2 separate regions of the Pan troglodytes genome follow, and region 2 is linked to region 1. The links are chromatin contacts, called in public HiChIP or PLAC-seq maps. All regions are on one chromosome and are shown on one strand. Each heading gives the region's core, a stretch centred on a gene start, on an enhancer-like site or on the middle of the called end of the contact. The rest is flanking DNA. Distances are from core to core; before and after follow the strand shown.

The links. HiChIP or PLAC-seq counts read pairs in DNA pulled down with a chosen protein or histone mark.
Region 2: an H3K4me3 HiChIP or PLAC-seq map of stem cell-derived excitatory neurons shows a contact between it and region 1, with 6 times the contacts expected there. The contact joins the promoter of SOCS7 here to the promoter of EPOP in region 1. A contact is called at or near these places in 1 of 7 Hi-C or Micro-C datasets (stem cell-derived neural progenitor cells) and 1 of 1 datasets of contacts at active chromatin or transcription factors (stem cell-derived excitatory neurons).

The regions. Positions count from the first base shown.
Region 1 is chr19:29,417,286-29,421,855 of NHGRI_mPanTro3-v2.0_pri, reverse strand. EPOP (elongin BC and polycomb repressive complex 2 associated protein) reads right to left here and starts at 2,219. Exons shown (of 1, transcript XM_016931893.3): 1 at 1-2,219. The coding sequence starts at 1,672. The coding sequence ends at 533.
Region 2 is chr19:29,739,871-29,744,542 of NHGRI_mPanTro3-v2.0_pri, reverse strand. SOCS7 (suppressor of cytokine signaling 7) reads left to right here and starts at 2,912. Exons shown (of 10, transcript XM_016931916.3): 1 at 2,912-4,097. The coding sequence starts at 3,121.

The DNA of each region.
Region 1 (4,570 bases), core at 970-3,469:
GCGGGGCTTGGAGCGTTAGGGAAGGCCTGAGGGGAGCAAAGGGTTAAAGGCCAGGACAGTGGGGGTGGGGGATGCCCCCAGGGAGCTGCCAATCATCTCCCCACCCCCACCACAGCCCCGCACCCCAGGCTCGCCCACAGACACAGTAACAACCGGTTTGTCCATCACCGAGGTCTCTCTCCTCTCCCCTTTTTTTTGGGTGGGGGGGTGTCTTTGAGCGGTGGCCTCCTTTGCTCCCACTGGGGTGCAGGCCCTGCCTCCAACGGTCCGAGATGGAAGGGGGCAGGGATTGGAATCTATGTCATCAGCCTTCTCCCGACTCCAGCCCTGGGTTCCTCTGCAAAGGATGAGGGGGAGGGACCGTCACCCCGAAAACTTAGGTGCTTGAATGAAGATCACTGTTATTTAGGTCCCTCTGCCCACAGCTCCTAAAATGTAAAGGAAGGGGACAAATGTGAGAAACGGGGCTCCCTCCTCAAGCCCGCGGTTTGGCCATGGTCCCAACTTTTCCCCTTTGGCAGAAGTCCCACGGTCAGCTTTCATCCATGTTGATCCCCCAGAATTTGAGGCCAGGGGGCTCGGGGACAGCGGGACCCCCCATCTGCCACCTCCACAGCGGGTGGGCGGGCGGGGGCTTAGAGTCTCCCTGGAGGCGAAGCGAGGATGCCGGCTTTAGGTCTCCGTCTTCCCCCACCACCAGGGCCGGGGGGCAGGGGAAGCAGTTGAGGAGGCTGAAGGTGCTCGTGGTGGGGAGCGTCGGTGCAGGGCGGCGGGGCTGCGCGGTGCGCGGAGGGGGCGCCGGCAGCCGGCGTTTCTTGGCGGCTCCCCGAGCCGGCCCTTTCGCAGGCGGCCGCTCTGGCCCCCGGCGCAAACTCGGAGTGTCCAAAGCGAAGCCCTTCGCGTAACACCAAAGTTTCGACCGGCGGATCAGACGATCGAAATGTTCCTGGCGGAGATCTCCGGGTGCGGCCGGAGCCGGGCTGGCCGTCGAGGGGCTGGCCGCTGGAGCCTCGGGGGCGGCCGGCGGGGGGTTTCCATCGACTTCGGCAGGCTGGCCGGGCAGGAACGGCCGCGGCGCCGTCCCGGGACCCGCGGGCTCGGTGGAGAGGCCCGCAGGTGGCGACGGAGGCCGGGAACTGGGTTCCTGAGGCGGGCTGGCGGCTGGGCCACGCTGAGGCTCGAGACCCGGGGCCGGGCGAGGCGGGGCCGAGGCGAAGCCGGTCGTAGATTCCCGAGGGTGCGGGGGCGCAGGGCAGCGGCCCGGAGGTGCACAGGAGCGAACGCCGAAGTGCGGGAAACCGCCTCCGCCCTCTTCCTCCTCTCCGCGGCGGGGGCACGCTGCGACGTCCGCATCCTCGCCGGCCGCGGTGTTAGGAACGCCGGGCCGCCCGGTCGGTGCCCAGAGGTGCTTCAGGCCATCCGGGGCCCAGCCGCCAGGGCGCAGGGGGGCCTGAGGGCCCCGCAGCACTGGGGACCGCGCCGCCAGCTCCCCAGGCCCCGGGCCCAGAGAGGACGCTCGGGGCTTGGCAAGGGCGCAGAAGGCGAGGGCACGCAGGCACAGCGGAGAGAATTCCTGGGTCCCCCGACACGGCTTCCGGGGCGTGGGGGAGCAGGGCGACCCTCGCGGGGACGCCGGCACTGCCAGGCGGGGCGCGGGGCACAGGGTCTCCATGGAGCAGCCTGAGGGGTGCCCACTGAGCGGGTCCAGGTCCCAGCGGCGGGATGCCCTGGCTGCCCGAAGAGCCCACGGGCGAGGGGAACATCGCCCCCCGTCGACGGGGAGGTCTCTGCTCACGGGCGCCCCCGGCCCGCCACCCGGGGCCGCAGAGCTCGGGCTCCCTCTTCGCTCTCCTCACGCGGCCCTCCCGGCGGCCGGACTCCTGGGTCCCTGTGAGTCCCGGCGGGGTCGGTCGCCCTTCTGCCGCCGCGTCCCCTTCGCAGCCCCGGCGGGAGACCCTCTCGAGTCGCCCGAAGCGCAGAGGCAGGGGAAACAAAGCGGCCGGCGGCCGCGGGAGGCGGGAAGGACCCCGGGCCCGGCACCCGGTGCCCGGGCCCAGGCGGCGGGGAGGGCGCCTTCCGCCCGCTCGGTTTCTTTCTTCCCCGCTGGCTCCCGGAGACCGCGTTATAGAGAACTGCCCCCTCGCTGCCCCAATACCAGCGCCGGGGCCGCGAGCCCGCTGCTGATTGGGCCGCACCGCCCGTGACGTTAGCCCGGACCCCACCCCTCCGGCGGCACCGCCCCCGTCCCCATTCCGCACACAGACACACACACGTGGACCCGGCGCGGCGGCGGCTGGGAGGGAGCGCGGGAGGGAGCGTGCGCGGGTGGGATCGCGAGGGGCCAGATGCGCCGCCGCACGTGGCCCGGTGGCGTCCTGGGATTTCGTCGTCGCAAAGCCACTCGTTTTTTCCCGAGCAGTCACGGTTTTGCATCTGTAAAATGGGACGGTTCATATCTGCCCTCTTGGGACTAAAAGAGCTATGTGAATCAACGTAGATGAATCTCAGAAATAATGTTTAGGGGAAAGATGAAATGAGGCAATGGTCGTTTACAAGCTTTGCACAGCAGGGATTCTAGCGGGCCGTGAATGGCCCCTAAAACAGTGCGTGGCACACAGTAGGCTCAAAAATGCTGTAATGTATAAGTAGTTAATAATTCAGTACTTGTATGCAAGATGAACAAAAAAAATAAATTTGGAAGGGTGGGAGTGTTATTACATCCATGGAAGCCGATAAATAGGCTGTCTCAGTATCTATTTCCATTTCTCTGATGCAGTATCTAAATACTCCGCCTCAACTAAATTCCGAGGGCTGGCTCTGCAACCCCTGACCCCCAATCCCAGGATGCCCCCCTCTGAGGTTTGATCTGCCAAACAGGTTGAAGAGGCCAGAGGAGGGCACGCGCAGACCCTCACTCTCATCTGCCCCAAGGAAAATAAAGAAAAAGTGAATTCCCAGTACAAATTCTGATAATGCAGAACACACCCCCACCCTGTTCTATCCCCTTAACCTTCTTTAGTTTCTGCATAGCTTATTGTTACATAAAAGTCTGTAAATGGATTTATTCTTTAGTGTCTGTCTCTCCCATTAGTCTGGAAATGAGTTGACGAGAACTTTGTCTTGATCATCGGTGCATCCCCCACTGCCTAGAACAGTGGCCAAGATATAATAGGTGCTCAATCAATATGTGTGAATGAATGAATGAATGAGCAAGTGAGCGAGTGAATGAATCCTTGGGATATTTCTCTCTTGATAAAAATCAGGTTATTGGAATACTGCCGTTTCCTATCTGTGGAAATACAGAGATTGGTATGATGACTTGGGGTAAAGGTGTGGAAGAATGCTGGGGGCGGCCCCACAGATAAATATCTTATTCTGGGGCCAGGACAAGAGAGGGTTTCAGAACGGGGACAAATGATACAGCTTGCCTCCGGGCCCTTCTAGCAGTGACAACAGAGGTGTAGTTTCCCTATGTGTCATCAAATAACATCTGGGAGGACAGGGGTAAGGAGGATCTGCCTCCCCCACCTGCAAAGTCCAGAGGTAAAGTCCCTAGGTGGGGCGAGGGTTTGAGGAAGGAGGAGGTGTGATGTTCCATTGCCCAAAACACTCACCCTCTAACATCTGCAGAAGAGCTCTCCAGGGCAGTTGTCACAAGGGGGGATCCTGGGGTCCTGCCAAGTCATGAAGCTGAGCTGGGTCTAGACTCCAGGGCTCATAATTGCTCGAAAAGCCCACCTCTACACACACACACACACACACACACACACACACACACACACGGAAAGTTCTGGAAGGATGATCTTCATGGCTGTCTCTTCTGCAGGACAGTGCTGAGGACTCATCCTCAACAACAGTGCCTACTTGCACTCCTGTGCCTACCACAGTGTAGACACAAGGAGAGAATGCCCAAGAAAATGATCAGTATGAATAAATGAGTGAATATTACATAACAGTGCAGATCAATGGCCTCTTCTTTCTCTGCCTCCAAAAGCTGCCAGCTGCCCCTTCCCCATGTGAGTTTGGGGGCTTTATTGAGGGGTCATTACGATTGTGAGTGCTTCTCTCTGCCTCCACTATCCCTACTTCCCCTTGCTCTCATCAGGCACCCCAGAATATGGACTCAGGGATGGAATCACTCTACAAACAGTAGGAGAATAGTGTGAGTGCCTCTCCAGCTGAAAGGAGATCATCAAACCACCCTTTATGGCCTGGATGGGGGCGGGGGTGGCGCTGTGCAACCCTGGGCAGGTCACCTAGACACTCTAAGTCTCAATGTCCTTATCAGTGAAAAGGGGACAACAGTGGCTTCCTCACATTGTTGGGAGGGTTGAAACATGATGTGAGCAGTCACCAGAACTCACGTGGGCAGGCCCAGCTGCTGCAATTACCATTTCCTCCGGTAGAGGACACTCGACCCCATCCTCAGCCTGCTATGAGGGCGGCAACACCCTTCTCAGGAACCTCTCCTCCTCATAGGAGAAAAAGAGGGACAAGGCTGGATGCCGGGTCCCATCTAACACTTCCAGAGTGAAGGCTAGAAAGGGCCCCTCTGGATCCAGAAGCCAGC
Region 2 (4,672 bases), core at 1,663-4,162, 320 kb before region 1:
TGCACTCCAGCCTGGGCAACAAGAGCAAAATTCCATCTAAAAAAACAAAACAAACCAACCAAACAAACAAAAAACACAAAAGAATGAAACGCTGTCTCAAAACAAACAAACAAACAACCCCCAACACAAATTCAAGTCCTACAAATGCAAAGATACACCCTCTTTGCTTGGAATTTAACTTTCAATGTTCTTTCCAGGATCTGGGCTACGGAAATGGACAATTATGGAAATGGGAAAAGTCTACCCCATGGCTTGCCCTGCCTTAGAAAGAGCTCGCGTGTGTTCCTCTGTACCTCTGTGCACTCCGTGCAAGTAGAGATACTCCAGATAACCCACACAGTCCTCTTCTCCCACGGCCAGGAAAGCAGCTGGACAGCAGAGGGCGATGAAGAGCCAGGGACCTTGCCTGTAATCAGCTTGTAATGGGCTCTGAGGCCAGAGAGTTTCTCAGAGAGAAAGCTGGGGATCTTGGGTAGTCTTCTTAGGCCTCAGGTGTTGTGTGGTTCTATAGCAATTTCTCTTCTTTTATTCATTTATCTATATAGAGACACGGTCTTGCTCTGTCACCCAGGCTAGAGTGCAGTGGTGTGATCACAGCTCACTGCAGTCTCCACCTCCTGGGCTCAAGCAATCCTCCTGCCTCAGCCTCCTGAGTAGCTGAGACCACATCTGGGCACACCACCATGCCTGGCTAATTTTAACATTTGTTGTAGAGCCAGAGTGTTGCTATGTTGCCCTGGCTGGCCTTAAACTCCTGGCCTCAAGTGATCCAAGACCTGCCTTGGCCTCCCAAAGCGCTGGAATTACAAACGTGGGTAAACATGCCCCTCTCAATCGCTCTTCTTTTCTTCAGAAACCTGAGTGACACCTGAGAGGCAGCCAGGGGAAGAGAATGAACTATCTGGAGTCAGAGCTGGTTTTGATTTTCACTGCATCCTTTTGAATTGAGTGACTTTAGCTAAACACCTCACTGAGGTTTACTTTGTCTCTTTATGTGTGAGGAAAGATAATTAATTCTGTTGTGCAGAATTTGTCTCAGGAGACTCTTACAGGGCGTAAGGTTGAACAACAATTCCAGGCACTGTCCTTGGCACTGGAGAGTCCACAAGGGGCAAAAAGCAAACACGGCTTCTGCCCTCATAGAATTTACAGTTTTGTAGGGAGGACAGCTTTTAATCAACTGACCCCACAGACAGATTGCAAATTACACCTGCGCAAGTAAGTGCAACAAAGGAATGATCTCAGAGCCTGGGGAGGAGGAAGGGCCCAGGCAGGGAGATTTCCCTAAGGTAGTGAGGAGTGAGTTCAATCTGAAGGATGAGTAGGAGTTTACTAAGCAAAAAGAGAAAAGTCTTGCAAGAAAAGGGAATAGCTTTTCTTGCCCACATGTGTGGGAGCCTGCCGCAAGGTTGATGGGAATGCAGGGAACAGAACAAGGTGGAGCTTAGCAGGGGATGTGGCTAGAGAGGCAGGGGTTAGATCACACAGGGGTCAGATCACAAGATCACACATTAGCCTAAGAACAATGGGAAGCCATGAACAATTTTAATCACAGGCTATGAACACATTTCCATTCTGAAAAGGTCCCTCTGGTTGCAGGACTCAACCCTCCACCCTCTTCCCCTCAATGCACCCTCAGGTATTAGAAGTCACTGAGTTCTGCGGCTGATCCTTCCTCCTTTTCCCTTGCATCTCTCAATATCTCCCACTGGGACTATTTCAATGGGCTCCCTGCCTCCAGTCTCACCTCCTCCACACAAAAAGCTTGATCTTATTTGATCCTCACAACATGCCTGCAAGCAAGCAAAATTGCAATCCTTATCCCTGTGTAAAGATAAGAAGGCCGGGCGCGGGCGCGGTGGCTCACGCCTGTGACCCCAGCATTTTGGGAGGCCAAGGCGGGTGGATCACCTGAGGTCAGGAGTTCAAAACTGGCCTGGCCAACATGGTGAAACCCTGTCTCTACTAAGAATACAAAAAATTACCTGGAGCGAGGCAGGAGAATTGCTTGAACCCGGGAGGCAGAGGTTGCAGTGAGCCAAGATAGCGCCATTGCACTCCAGCCTGGGCAATAGAGAAAGACTCCATCTCAACAACAGCAAAAACTTAATGTGTTGTCTGTAGCCGTTACATTATGAATAGCACAAAAATTGAGTAAATATTCTTCCAGTATTTGAAACCGTTTTCTGACTCAGCAAAGAAGTTGCTCCCATCATTGACAATCCAATTAAGTTTTGTCTTTTTCAGTTTTATCAACCAACATTCACCTTTACAATTACACTCCTAGGTCAACTGCAATCACAGTTTGGCTACCCATGTAAGAGTTTGGCAAAAATCAATGAAAGCATTCTGTGAGAAAGAGTTATATGGAATTTGCCAATTTACTATTAATTGTAAATTGTGAACTACACATCCTTTATGTCAGTAAAACTTAACGACAAATTTTTGTACCTATATATGTGCATACATTCCCGTTCTCCCCCCAGAGAGCTGGTTGTTACACATTTATCAGTACAGCACTGGGTCTAGAACACGATTCATGTACTGATTCCACAAACATTCACTGGGTGCCAGGCGGACGGAGATACACATTAATGATGAAATGACTCAGCCAAGGTCACACATCGCAAGCGGCGTAGATGGCAGAACCATATGTGCTCCCAAGGCCAGCGGCGCGCTCCCAGGACCAGACCATGGTTTCCAAGGCCTCTCCACTCTACCGAATGGGATGGCCTGGGCCTGGGCGCCCAGGAAGTGAAAAGCAAGGGCCGGGAAAGGAGACCAACGCCAACCAACAGACAGCTCACCGCCAATAGGGGCCGGGGGCGCGCGCGGCGTCACTCGCCGTGGAGGCCAGCGCGAGCACGCCCTGGGGAAAGTGGCGTGGCTAAGCCCTTCCGGAAGTGACGTCGGCTTGGGGGCGGTGCTCGGCGGTGGCGGAGCGCGGCCTGGGCTCGCGCTGGGCTCCGCGCGCCCCCCGCCCCCCTCTATGAGGCAGAGGCCGCGGCGGCCGTTAGCGCTGTCGCTCCGGGGGCCGCGGCGGGCGGGGCTCCGGCGGGGCCCGGCCTAGTCCCCACCCCAGCCCGGCTCCCAGCCGCCCGCCCTCCCTCCCTCTCCCCGATGCAGGAGGCCGAGCTCCGGGATGGCGAGGCGGCGGCGGCGGCCGCTTCGTACCGCGTCCTGAGCCGCCTCCTTGGCTATGGAGAGGCGGCCCCCGAGCCAGGCCCTCCGCCACCGCCCCCGGGCCATGGCCCCCCGCCGCCACCCTTCCTCGCGCGGCCCGGCCCGCGGGGCTCCCGGCCGCCGCAGCTGATGGTGTTCCGCAACGTGGGTCGGCCGCCGGAGGAGGAGGACGTGGAGGCGGCCCCGGAGCCGGGACCCTCGGAACTGCTGTGTCCCCGGCACCGCTGTGCCCTGGACCCCAAGGCCCTGCCGCCGGGCTTGGCGCTCGAGCGGACCTGGGGCCCGGCGGCTGGACTAGAGGCGCAGTTGGCGGCTCTGGGGCTCGGGCAGCCGGCGGGGCCGGGGGTCAAGACAGTCGGTGGGGGTTGCTGCCCGTGTCCGTGTCCCCCTCAGCCGCCCCCTCCGCAGCCCCAGCCGCCTGCTGCCGCCCCGCAGGCCGGGGAGGACCCCACGGAAACGAGCGACGCGCTGCTGGTCCTGGAGGGCTTGGAATCGGAGGCCGAGAGCCTGGAGACTAACAGCTGCTCGGAAGAGGAGCTCAGCAGCCCGGGTCGCGGAGGAGGAGGGGGCGGCCGGCTTCTGCTGCAGCCCCCAGGCCCTGAATTACCTCCGGTGCCCTTCCCGCTGCAGGACTTGGTCCCTCTGGGGCGCCTGAGTAGAGGGGAGCAGCAGCAGCAGCAGCAGCAACCTCCCCCGCCCCCGCCTCCTCCCGGGCCCCTCCGGCCACTCGCGGGTCCTTCTCGGAAGGGCTCCTTCAAAATCCGCCTCAGTCGCCTCTTTCGCACCAAGAGCTGCAACGGTGGCTCCGGCGGTGGGGATGGGACCGGCAAGAGGCCTTCTGGAGAGCTGGCTGCTTCAGCTGCGAGCCTGACAGACATGGGAGGCTCTGCGGGCCGGGAGCTGGACGCGGGGAGGTGAGACCGGCCGGGGGCTGGCCGACAAACTTCCTTTTCTTGTTTGGTTTCCCTTTTTATGTATTGCTATCGCGATCCTGACAGTTCTTAAGATAGGGTCTTCAGGAGGAGGCAGAGACTTGGGACCAAAGGTGGTAACATCTCGCATAAGGTCAGCGCTAATTGTGGAAACAGCTTTCACTCTTAAAGAGTGCACACTCCATGACACTTCTCAGCTGGTTTGCATCTGTCTTGTTGGAAGATGGTTTCAGACCATCCTCCCATCCCCATCCTGGCATGGCTTTTTAAGTTTTTCCAAGGCGGCTGTGTGCCATTGTCCCTGGAAGGGAGATTGCTGGAAATGTTTGGCCTTTGGGGCAAAAAGCTGGTGTTGCACCTTGACCGCCTTGCTTATTCTGTGTACCAGCACCGCACCTCCCTTCACACTCATGCATGCAAATGACAGGAGAATCTTCAAATGGAATTGTAGGCCAGCAATCAATTGGACACCTCTATTCAAAGTTTTACTGTTTTCCTGGTTGTTCCCTTAGATGAACTTGGCATATCAAACTTGGGTGCTGACCACTGTCTCTGAG